Regions from separate parts of the Mus musculus genome. Here region 1 is linked to region 2. A link is a contact called in public HiChIP or PLAC-seq data. All regions are on one chromosome and are shown on one strand. The core of a region is the stretch at or near the end of the contact, and the rest is flanking DNA. Distances in the headings are between cores, read along the strand shown.

Region 1 (4,461 bases), core at 1,216-3,715, 440 kb before region 2:
GCCATTCTTGGCTATAGCATAAGTTCAAAGCCAGCCTGGGCTCTATGAGACCTTATCTCAAAAAAAAAAAAAAACAAACAAACAAAAAAAACCCCAGAAATAACAAACAAACAAACAAACAAACAGATTTGTGGGGCTAGAGAGGTGTCTCAGTGAGCAAGTAAACACTTCCTGGGTGAGCATGGGCACCTAAGTTGGGAAACTACAGTGCTCACATAGAAGGTGGGAGTGGCAGAGTTTGTCTGCAATTCCAGCACTGGGTGGGGCTCAGACGGCAGATCCTAGGGACTCATTGGCCAGCCAATGGCTGAAACAGGGAACACCAGGTTCAGTGAGAGACCCTGTCTCCAAATAAATAGACAAACAGACAGACAGACAGATAATAGATAGGTAGGTAGATAGATAGATAGATAGATAGATAGATAGATAGATAGATAGATAGATAGATAGGTCTGGAAAGATGGCAGCTCACAACTGTCTGGAACTCCACAGCTGCAGGGGATTTGACACCTTCTTCTAGCTTCCATGGGTACCAGGCCCACATTTGGTGCACACATATATGTGTGCAAGCAAACACTTGTATGCATAAAATAAAAAGTATTTCTTTTTTTTTTTTTTTTTTTTTTTAGTTTTTTTGAGACAGGGTTTCTCTGTGTAGCCCCAGCTGTCCTGGAACTCACTCTGTAGACCAGGCTGGCCTCGAACTCAGAAATCTGCCTGCCTCTGCCTCCCGAGTGCTGGGATTAAAGACGTGCACCACCACGACTAGCGTAATTTTTTTTTTAAACGATGGAGAGGAATAGAGAAAGACACCCATTGTTGACTTGTGGGCTTCACATGTTCACGAACAGGCATGTGCATCCACACATCTACATCCACTTACATACAGCACACACATACAGGTTTGAGGCTATGCCGAGGGACAAGTCAAGGTGACAGATGAGACGGTCTAGGAGACTGAGTGGGCCTATGTTCAGGGCTCTGACCCCTGTGGTCTCACCTGCAGAGAGAGCCAAGGAAGCATCCATTGATTTTCTGGGAGCAACACTGTCCCAAGCCTGTGCCTACTCTCAGCACCTTGGTACTAAGGACTAGTTAGTCTACTTGGGAAGTAGGGTAGGGCCACCACAGCTTCATCCCAGAGCTGCCCGCCCCCCAGCACTCCCCTCCCTCCTCTGTGTCAGCACAGCTCTGAGCCTCTGTGGATCCTCTGTGCTACCCTCTCCCCTCCCCCATCACTCTCTTCCTCCAGCCTCTGCCATGTTTCCTTCGAGGACAAGCCAGGGAAGCCCAGTTCACCTGCCTAGCTTTTGCTCTGCACCTGGCTGGTAAAATGGAGGGAGGGGCTGTTGAGAAATAGCAAGTGCAGCCTCCCAGGCCTGGACAAATGATTTAGGACCCAGGGATAGCAGATCATGAGGTGGGTGAAGAAGACATGTTTGGGTGCGGGGGCAGGGAAGTGGGGCATTTTTTTTTTTAACCTAGAGGGCCTGTGGAAAAGAGACCTGTGTCTACAGATGGAGACGAGAAAGGGCAGCTGACCCTCCTGGATGCATTTCAGCTGTGAGCTTGGGGTTTCTGAGAAGAAAGAGGGAGGACTTAGGTGGGAATGGATGTCAGAGGAAGGTAGAGGGAGGAGGGGTCTAGAGCCAGTCTGGGAGGCCTGACCAGAGACATATCAGCTTGGGGAGGAGAGATGTGAGGAGCAAGAGGCAGGGGAGAGGGAAAGTTGGAAGGTAGATCACACCCCCACCCTGATCTGAGATTAAGGCCATTAGCTCTGACAGCAGGAAGCAGGTGCTCCAGCGGGGACCCCACCCCACGCCCCTTGGCCCACAGCAGTCCCAGGCATACCTGCGCTAGCCAGAGTAACAGTATACGGATCTCAGCACTGACAGAGGGGCGAAGTAAACCCTGCCTGCCTGTGTTTCTGTACAGGCACCGCCTGTGTTCTCCGGCTGGAGCAGATTGGAGGAACAGCCAAAGGGCAGAAGGAACGTCTACATTCCTCTCCCTTCCCTGGGACATTGCCCTATCTTTATCTGAAGAGCTTGGTCCCATAGCTGTCTTAATTGGGTCCTGTATAAAGTGGGCTGGCTCCCCCCCCCCCTTCTTGTATGGGGGAAACTGAGGCTGGTATGTCCTGGGTTCCTACAGGTGCTAAGCAGGGCAGAGATGATCAGATCGTGGATGCATAGCCTTCCTCAAATGAGAAATAAAATATAGCTGGTCCTCGAATGGGCCAGCCTGCTGAGGGTGGCTTGTCACTATTGTCCCCATTCTGGGTAGTCTCCCCTCCCATGCTGACTTCTTTCATAACCCCCCCCCAATCCCCTCCCCTCAACCCCCTCCACGACTCTCCTGGGCTTTGCTCATTTCCTATGGCAGCCTTAGGGAAGGCAGCCCATAGCCCAAGGCTGTTAACCTGAGTGAGATTCCTGACACCCGCCTACCTCATGCACTTTACTGAGATGAGTCTTATGCGGGTGACTCTGTTATTACTCCATTTTACTGGGTTGTGGGCTGTGGCTTGGAGTTGTACATACTTACTTAAGGTCACAGGAAGTCACTGAAGGAATTCAACCCCAAACCTACACCAAACTCCACCAAGCTGTTATTTTCCTCAATTAAGGTCTTCCCTGCCCTGAGTTTCAAGCTCTGTGTTAGATCCTGGGGTCTGTAGGCCTGGGATGAGGGTGAGGTCATCTTGAGGTGGATCCATCTCTCTGGCATTGTCCCTTCCTCTCCACAGAGGTCTCAGGGATGCTGCGAGTTCTGTTGAAAGCTGGAGGTCATGGCCAAACAACTAATTGTATTTTATTTTATTTATTTAATTGAGAGAGAGAGAGAGAGAGAGCTTGCAGGATTTGGTTCTCTCCTTCTACCTTGTAGGTTCCAGGGATCAAATTTAGGTCACCAGGCAGGGCAGCAGGAACCTTTTACCCACCGAGCCATCTCACCAGCTCCAAGCAACTTCTTTTAGAAGTACTTTTCTTGGGAGTGACGGTTTTATTTCTGCACCCACTCCTGGAGAATGTGATGTCTTAATTACCTTTGCTCCTGCAGGAGTACAGCCGAGTCTCCCTCCGCTCAGGGCCAGGTCCCAGAGGAAAGACTCACGGACACAGGCCCTACCACCTCTTCAGGCAGCCTCTATATGGGTTCCAACAACTTCTCTGTATTCTGGGCTTTTCCTTTTTCCTTTCTTTACCACTTCCACTTTCCCACAGAGAGACATTACGAGAAACAAGGAGTCACCAAGGGCCTGGCATATGCAGATCCCAATCAGCCTGGATAACTGGGTAACCTGTCATCAAGGATAAAAATGAGGCTCAAAAGATATGTGGTCCCTGGCCTGGCGCCCCATGACGCATGTGATTCACCACAAACCTTGCGCAAGCTCCACTTCATTTCTTTCCCCTGAAAAGAGAAATAGGGACTTTTCTGACCTCCGACCCTCTAGCCTGTCACCCATCTCCCAGGGCCATCTAGACTTACTGGCTAAGCTGCTTGAGGGGCTGACCCCCCTCAAGTCCAGAGGCTCACTGGACCATACAGCAGGAAAAACAGGATTTGAATTTTCACTTTGCTCCTCATAGTCTGGTATTTGGGCAGGTCGCGGGTCTCTTCGAGCAAAGCGAGGGGAGCGAGTGTGAGCCTGATGCCCTTGATGCCTCCCTCCACAGCTCCTGTATGACAGCCCCAAGGCCCGGCAGGAGGTGGACCACCACTGGCAGGCGTCAGGCGGCCCCCACATCGTGCGCATCCTGGACGTGTATGAGAATATGCACCACGGCAAGCGCTGTCTCCTCATTGTCATGGAATGGTAGGCGGGCAGGCAGGTGCCCTGCCTCTGAACCCCTACTGGTGGTGTCCTTTTGCCCTGGGATCACTGCTATCCAGGGAGTTCCTTCTTCAGACAGCAGCCCTGACCATCACTTCAGCCCTAGAGGAGTAGACAGTCACAGGGCTTGCATCTGTATAGCTGGCCACCAGGACTTCTCCACCAAGGCAGGAAAAATAACTACCACAGCTCTCTGTTTCCTTCCCGGACAGGACTTCCACTCTGCAAGGAGTTATCAGAAAAAGCCGCCAAGCCCTGACTGTGTGGGCAGGGAGCTTTGGGGAAGAGTGGGATACACACAGCCCTTCGCCTTTCTCTTTTCTATTAGATGCTGTCAATGAGTCCTGTGGCCAGGAGTCATTAGCCTTCTCCACCTTGGGCTTCTGCCACCAGCCCTGGGGTTCAACCTTAGCCTTCCTCAGACCCTATGCCCCCTGTCTGGGTTCTTTTTGTCTGCCTTTCAAGTTTCTTCTTCCTCCATAGGTTAGCTAGCTGTTCAGATTTGGGGCTCAGTCTTGGCTCTGCCACCCACCAGCTGTGGGACTGTGGGCACCCGCTAATCTCTCTGAATCTCAGTTAACTCGAATGTTAAGTGTGGAGGAAGGTCATAATGAGGC
Region 2 (4,612 bases), core at 106-2,605:
ACCAAGGCTACACAGAGAAACCCTGTCTCAAAAAACAAAAACACAAATCTTGAGATCAGACTGAAATGTACATATGCTTATAAAAGCCTTGAAGGTAAATGCCAGTAAATCCAAGGAGAAAAAAAGCCTTCAAAAGCTTGCAATAGGAAGATAGTGCTACAATAAGTTAAAACGTGCATGCTACTTAAAAGTCTTTGCCTGAAAGTTAAAAAAAAAAAAAAAAAAAAAACAGCAAACCCGGCAGTGGTAACAGACGCCTTTAATTACAATACTAGAGGCAGAGATAAAAGGATATCTTAGTTCGAAGCCAGCCTAGACTACAATGAGCTCCGGGAAAAAAAAAAAAAAAAGAGCAACGTAAGATAAACAAAAAACGAGTCATTTGTTCCTCAAAAACTACTACTAGACACACCGCAAGAGTATTTCCTCATCAAATGTTAAAACCACAGCAGTAAGAGGAAACGGACCGACACTTTCTAGGAACAGAAGACAAAGTATGGCAAATGCCCTTGAAAGCCCAACAAACAACTAAAAGCCCTCGGAATAAGCGCTGGGGAAACCTGGCAGGCAACCTTAGGTCAGACTCTGGGCGTCTGGACACCCACATACCTCTCTCCCCGTCCCCTCGCTACTGCATTGTACAAGTGGGAGGGGTTCCCGCCGAGCTCCGCCCCCTCCCCGGTCGGAGAGCCGGGAGGGTGCAAGTGGGAGGTGGCACGGAGCCGACCGAGGGAAAAGCCCGCCCAGGTGACTGAGGCTGGAGGCGGGGACACCGTTCCTGAAGGGGTCCGCCGGGCGGCATGGGAAAGAAGATGCCCCTCGTCCCGTGAGGGACAGAGACTTGGAGTGGAAGAGAGAGATTCAAAGAGCACCTCCTTTAGGTAGAGGCGAGCATCCCCTGCCCTCCACACCCCGGCGGAAGAGTTACTCTAAAGAGGCTTCTTTACAGGACGGGAGGAAGGAGCCGGAGGCCCCGCCCCCGGGCCCGGGCCCGGGCTCGGAAGGAGAGCCTCGTCAGGCCCCGGGCCCAGCCGCCTCGGTGGGCTCGCCCAGCCCCTCGCCGCCCGCAGCCGAAGCAGGTGCCGCCCCTCCCCCCAGCGCGGCGCCCACTCTCCCGCCCAGCGGGCCGCGCGCTCGCTCTCCTCGTGCCCCTGCCAGAGAGCCGGCCCCTTCCTAACCCCGCTCACCTTCGCGAGCGGCTCCGCCGCTTCTCCCCCCGACCCCTCCAGCGGCCACGGTTCTCACACACTGCCTCTGGTCCCGCACTCACTCTCCCTCACTCACTCACACACACACATATACACACACACAGCGCGACCACGGCTCCTGAGCGGCCCACATATTATGCGTCACTCGCAGGCTACGTACTGGTCGCGCGCGCACTCAGCGCGCGCGGGTGTGTAACGTTGGCGCGAGGCTCCGGAGCGGGGAAGGGGGAGGAGCCGAGGGACATCAAAGCGCTCCTGGGAAATGAAGTTTCCGCGTTTAAGGGCGGGGGAGGGATGATGGCGCTAGACCTACCATTAAGCACCACCTCAGCGCATTGACTTCTGGGATTCGTAGTTTTCTTTAAGGCGGAAGTGAAAAGTAAAGGAAGGAATAGATCTTTCTAAAAGCCCGGGCTGCCCGAATTTACTTAATTCTACCCTGTGTCATCTAAGGGCTCAGTAGGACACTGCCACATCAGGCTCGGAAGGATGCCAGGGTCAAAGAATGCATTTCACACAAATGTATTCAGAAACAACTGTACTCGTTAGAAATTCGTCGGTTTTCCTTTGTCTTTCTGTTAAAAACATATTCGACAGGAATCAAAAAACATCAGTTACCATGTATTATATGTGAGGCAGAAAAATGAAAGCCCTTTGGTGAAAACAACTAATCACGGAGGCCATCTAATTCAATTTATCAATTTTAGAGTTAAGGAAAATGAAACCCACAGTAAATGACTTGCCTAACTTCACAAACCAAAGGGAAGCTGCATCGGAAGGATCTGGTTTTGACCCAGCGATTCTGTGTGATAACATGGAAGATTACGATAACTCCACAATTGAGCAGAATCTTGACAAAACCTACCCAGACGTCAGGATTCATGCAACTCACTATTGTTCTTGGCATTCTGAGCGAGTTCTGTGCGTTTCCATAGAGCGATTACAGCCAATACGTTCTTGTGGAAATTATAAGACACTGTGGACCTCTTGTCATGATCAGATTCTACGGCTGTTACTAAGCCTGTATCAGAAGAGTGGTAGTGGCAGTGGCGCATGCCTTTAATCCCAGCACTTGGGAAACAGAGGCAGGCGGATCTCTGAGTTCAAGACCAGCCTGGTCTACAGAGTGAGTTCCAGGACAGCCAGGGCTACAGAGATTTCCCTCTGGAAAAAAAAAAAAAAAAAGCAGGAAGAGGAAGGGGAAGAAGAAGAGACAAAGAAAGAAAAGAAAGAAAAGCAAGCAAGCAAGCAAGCAAGCAAGCAAGCAAGCAAGCAAGCAAGCAAGCAAGCAAGCAAGAAAGAAAGAAAGAAAGAAAGAAAGAAAGAAAGAAAGAAAGAAAGAAAGAAAGAGAAAAGCAGCAGCCAGTATCTTAGGGCTTAAATCCACTACCACCCTACCCCCACCCACCTGAGCACTTCGTTCCTTCCTCACTCAATTATGTGCTTGGAGTAACAGCTGCTTGAAATACAAATTCTAGAGGGTGAATAGCAGTGCTACAGGCATATAACTTGTAATCACGCTCTTGCTACAACACAGCTTTCTCCTGTGCATCTGAAATCTTGTCTCTTGAGCTATAATGACCATTATTTATTTAGACTCTATAGCAGACTTGAATCAAATGGTTTTTTTTTTAAGATTTATTTATTTTATGTGAGTAGCCTGTCACTCTCTTCAGACACACCAGGAGAGAGCATCAGATCCCATTACAGATGGTTGTGAGCCACTATGTGGTTGCTGGGAATTGAACTCAGGACCTCTGGAAGAGCAGTCAGTGCTCTTACCTGCTCAGCCACCTCTCCATCCCTAAATCAAATGTTTTAATTACACTCATTATTCTCAACACCAGGGCAGATAAGGCTAGCCAACTTTATGGAGGAGAAATCAAAAGTAGTAATGTTGAATGAAGAGTTTCGCTGGGCATGGTGTCACATGCCTTTAATCCCAGCACATGTGAGGCAGAGGCAGGTGGATCTCTGAGTTAGAGGCCAGCCTGGTGTACACATTGAGTTCCAGGATAGCCAGAGCTACATTTAGATAGATAATGCCTCAAAACAGACAGACAGACAAAAAAAGATACAGATTTGGGGGCTGGAGAGAGCCTAACATGAAAGAGCATTGGCTGCTCTTCAGAGGACCAGGATTTGATTCCCAGTACCCAAATGGTTTCACAACCACCTGGAAATTCAGTTCCAGGGGATCAGACGCCCTCTTCTGGCCTCTGGGCATCATACATGCATGGAGTGCACCTACATAAATGCAAGTACAACACTTGTATACATAAATAAATCTTTAATTTTTTTTTCAAGACAGAGCCTCGATATCCAGCTCCAGCTGTCCCGTACTCCCCTGTGTAGACCAGCTCTGGCACTGAAATCACAGACATTCCCCTGCCTCTGCATTCCAAGTGCTGCAAATAAAGGCGTGTACCACTGTGACCAGCTACATTTTTATCTTAAAAAAGAGAGTTCACAACACCTAAAATACTATTTCAGGCAGCTTTCCTGCCATATCTTCTTGGGCTATAAGCCCAAAATGTAGAGGGATGGCTCCTCCAGGTATCCTCAATCCCTTGGATACCTTACCTCTTCCTGTGGTCTAGATGCAAGAGCCCTTGTGAGGACCCAAAGCCCAGTTCATCAAAGCAGGAGTTGCTACCTCATTCTGTCACCAGATGGCACTACCCCACTTTAGGAACCCAGTGTGGGGGTACTGGATTGGAGGTCTTAAGGGGCATCAAATGGGATTGTAGTAGAAAAGCAGAAATACAGGGCCTGTCTAGAAGCAACTCCCTCAAGAATATCTACCATGCCAGGCAACAGTGACGCACACCTTTAAACCCAGCACTCAGGAGGCAGAGTCAGGAAAATCTCTAGAGTTTGAGGCCAACCTGGTCTATAGAGAGAATTCCAGGACACCCAGGGCCACTCAAAAAAAACCCTATGTTGAAAAAAAAAAAAAATCAGCCAGGCAGTGGTGGCGCACGCCTTTAATCCCAGCACTTGGGAGGCAGAGGCAGGCGGATTTCTGAGTTCGAGGCCAGCCTGATCTACAGAGTGAGTTCCAGGACAGCCAGGGCTGCACAGAGAAACCGTGTCTCAAAAAAACCAAAAAGAAAGAGAGAGAGAGAGAAAGAAAAGAAAAGAGAAGAGAAGAGAAGAGAAGAGAAGAGAAGAGAAGAGAAGAGAAGAGAAGAAAAGAAAGAGCTGGACATGGCAGTGCAAGCCGCCAGTCCCAGCACATGAGTGGAGAGGTGAGGATCAAAAATTCAAGATCATCCTTGGCTAACACACCAACTTTGAGGCAAACGTGAGACACATGAGACCTTGTCTCCAAAAATAATCTCCACCCTAGAACTTTTGCAGCCCTCTCTCCCTCACTCTGAACACTGTGTAAAACCACAGCC

Evidence for each region. HiChIP or PLAC-seq counts read pairs in DNA pulled down with a chosen protein or histone mark.
Region 1: a contact with region 2 is called in an H3K4me3 HiChIP or PLAC-seq map of bone marrow-derived macrophages, with 5 times the contacts expected there. The contact joins the enhancer-like site here to the promoter of Dcaf1 in region 2. A contact is called at or near these places in 1 of 39 promoter capture datasets (hippocampal neurons), 4 of 115 datasets of contacts at active chromatin or transcription factors (astrocytes, bone marrow-derived macrophages and large pre-B cells) and 2 of 9 other capture datasets (embryonic stem cells and macrophages).

The regions. Positions count from the first base shown.
Region 1 is chr9:107,262,990-107,267,450 of GRCm38.p6, reverse strand. Mapkapk3 (mitogen-activated protein kinase-activated protein kinase 3) reads left to right here. Exons shown (of 11, transcript NM_178907.3): 3 at 3,687-3,826. Among named protein-coding and RNA genes, the nearest start is that of Mapkapk3, 25 kb to the left of the region's middle. Within about 2 kb of position 2,465, at least 52 of the 459 cell types and tissues checked have an H3K27ac peak or open chromatin away from gene starts, as enhancers often do. A contact at or near this core is called in bone marrow-derived macrophages and macrophages, where this site is marked.
Region 2 is chr9:106,818,667-106,823,278 of GRCm38.p6, reverse strand. It overlaps Dcaf1 (DDB1 and CUL4 associated factor 1), which reads right to left and starts at 1,355. Exons shown (of 24, transcript NM_001373930.1): 1 at 1,188-1,355.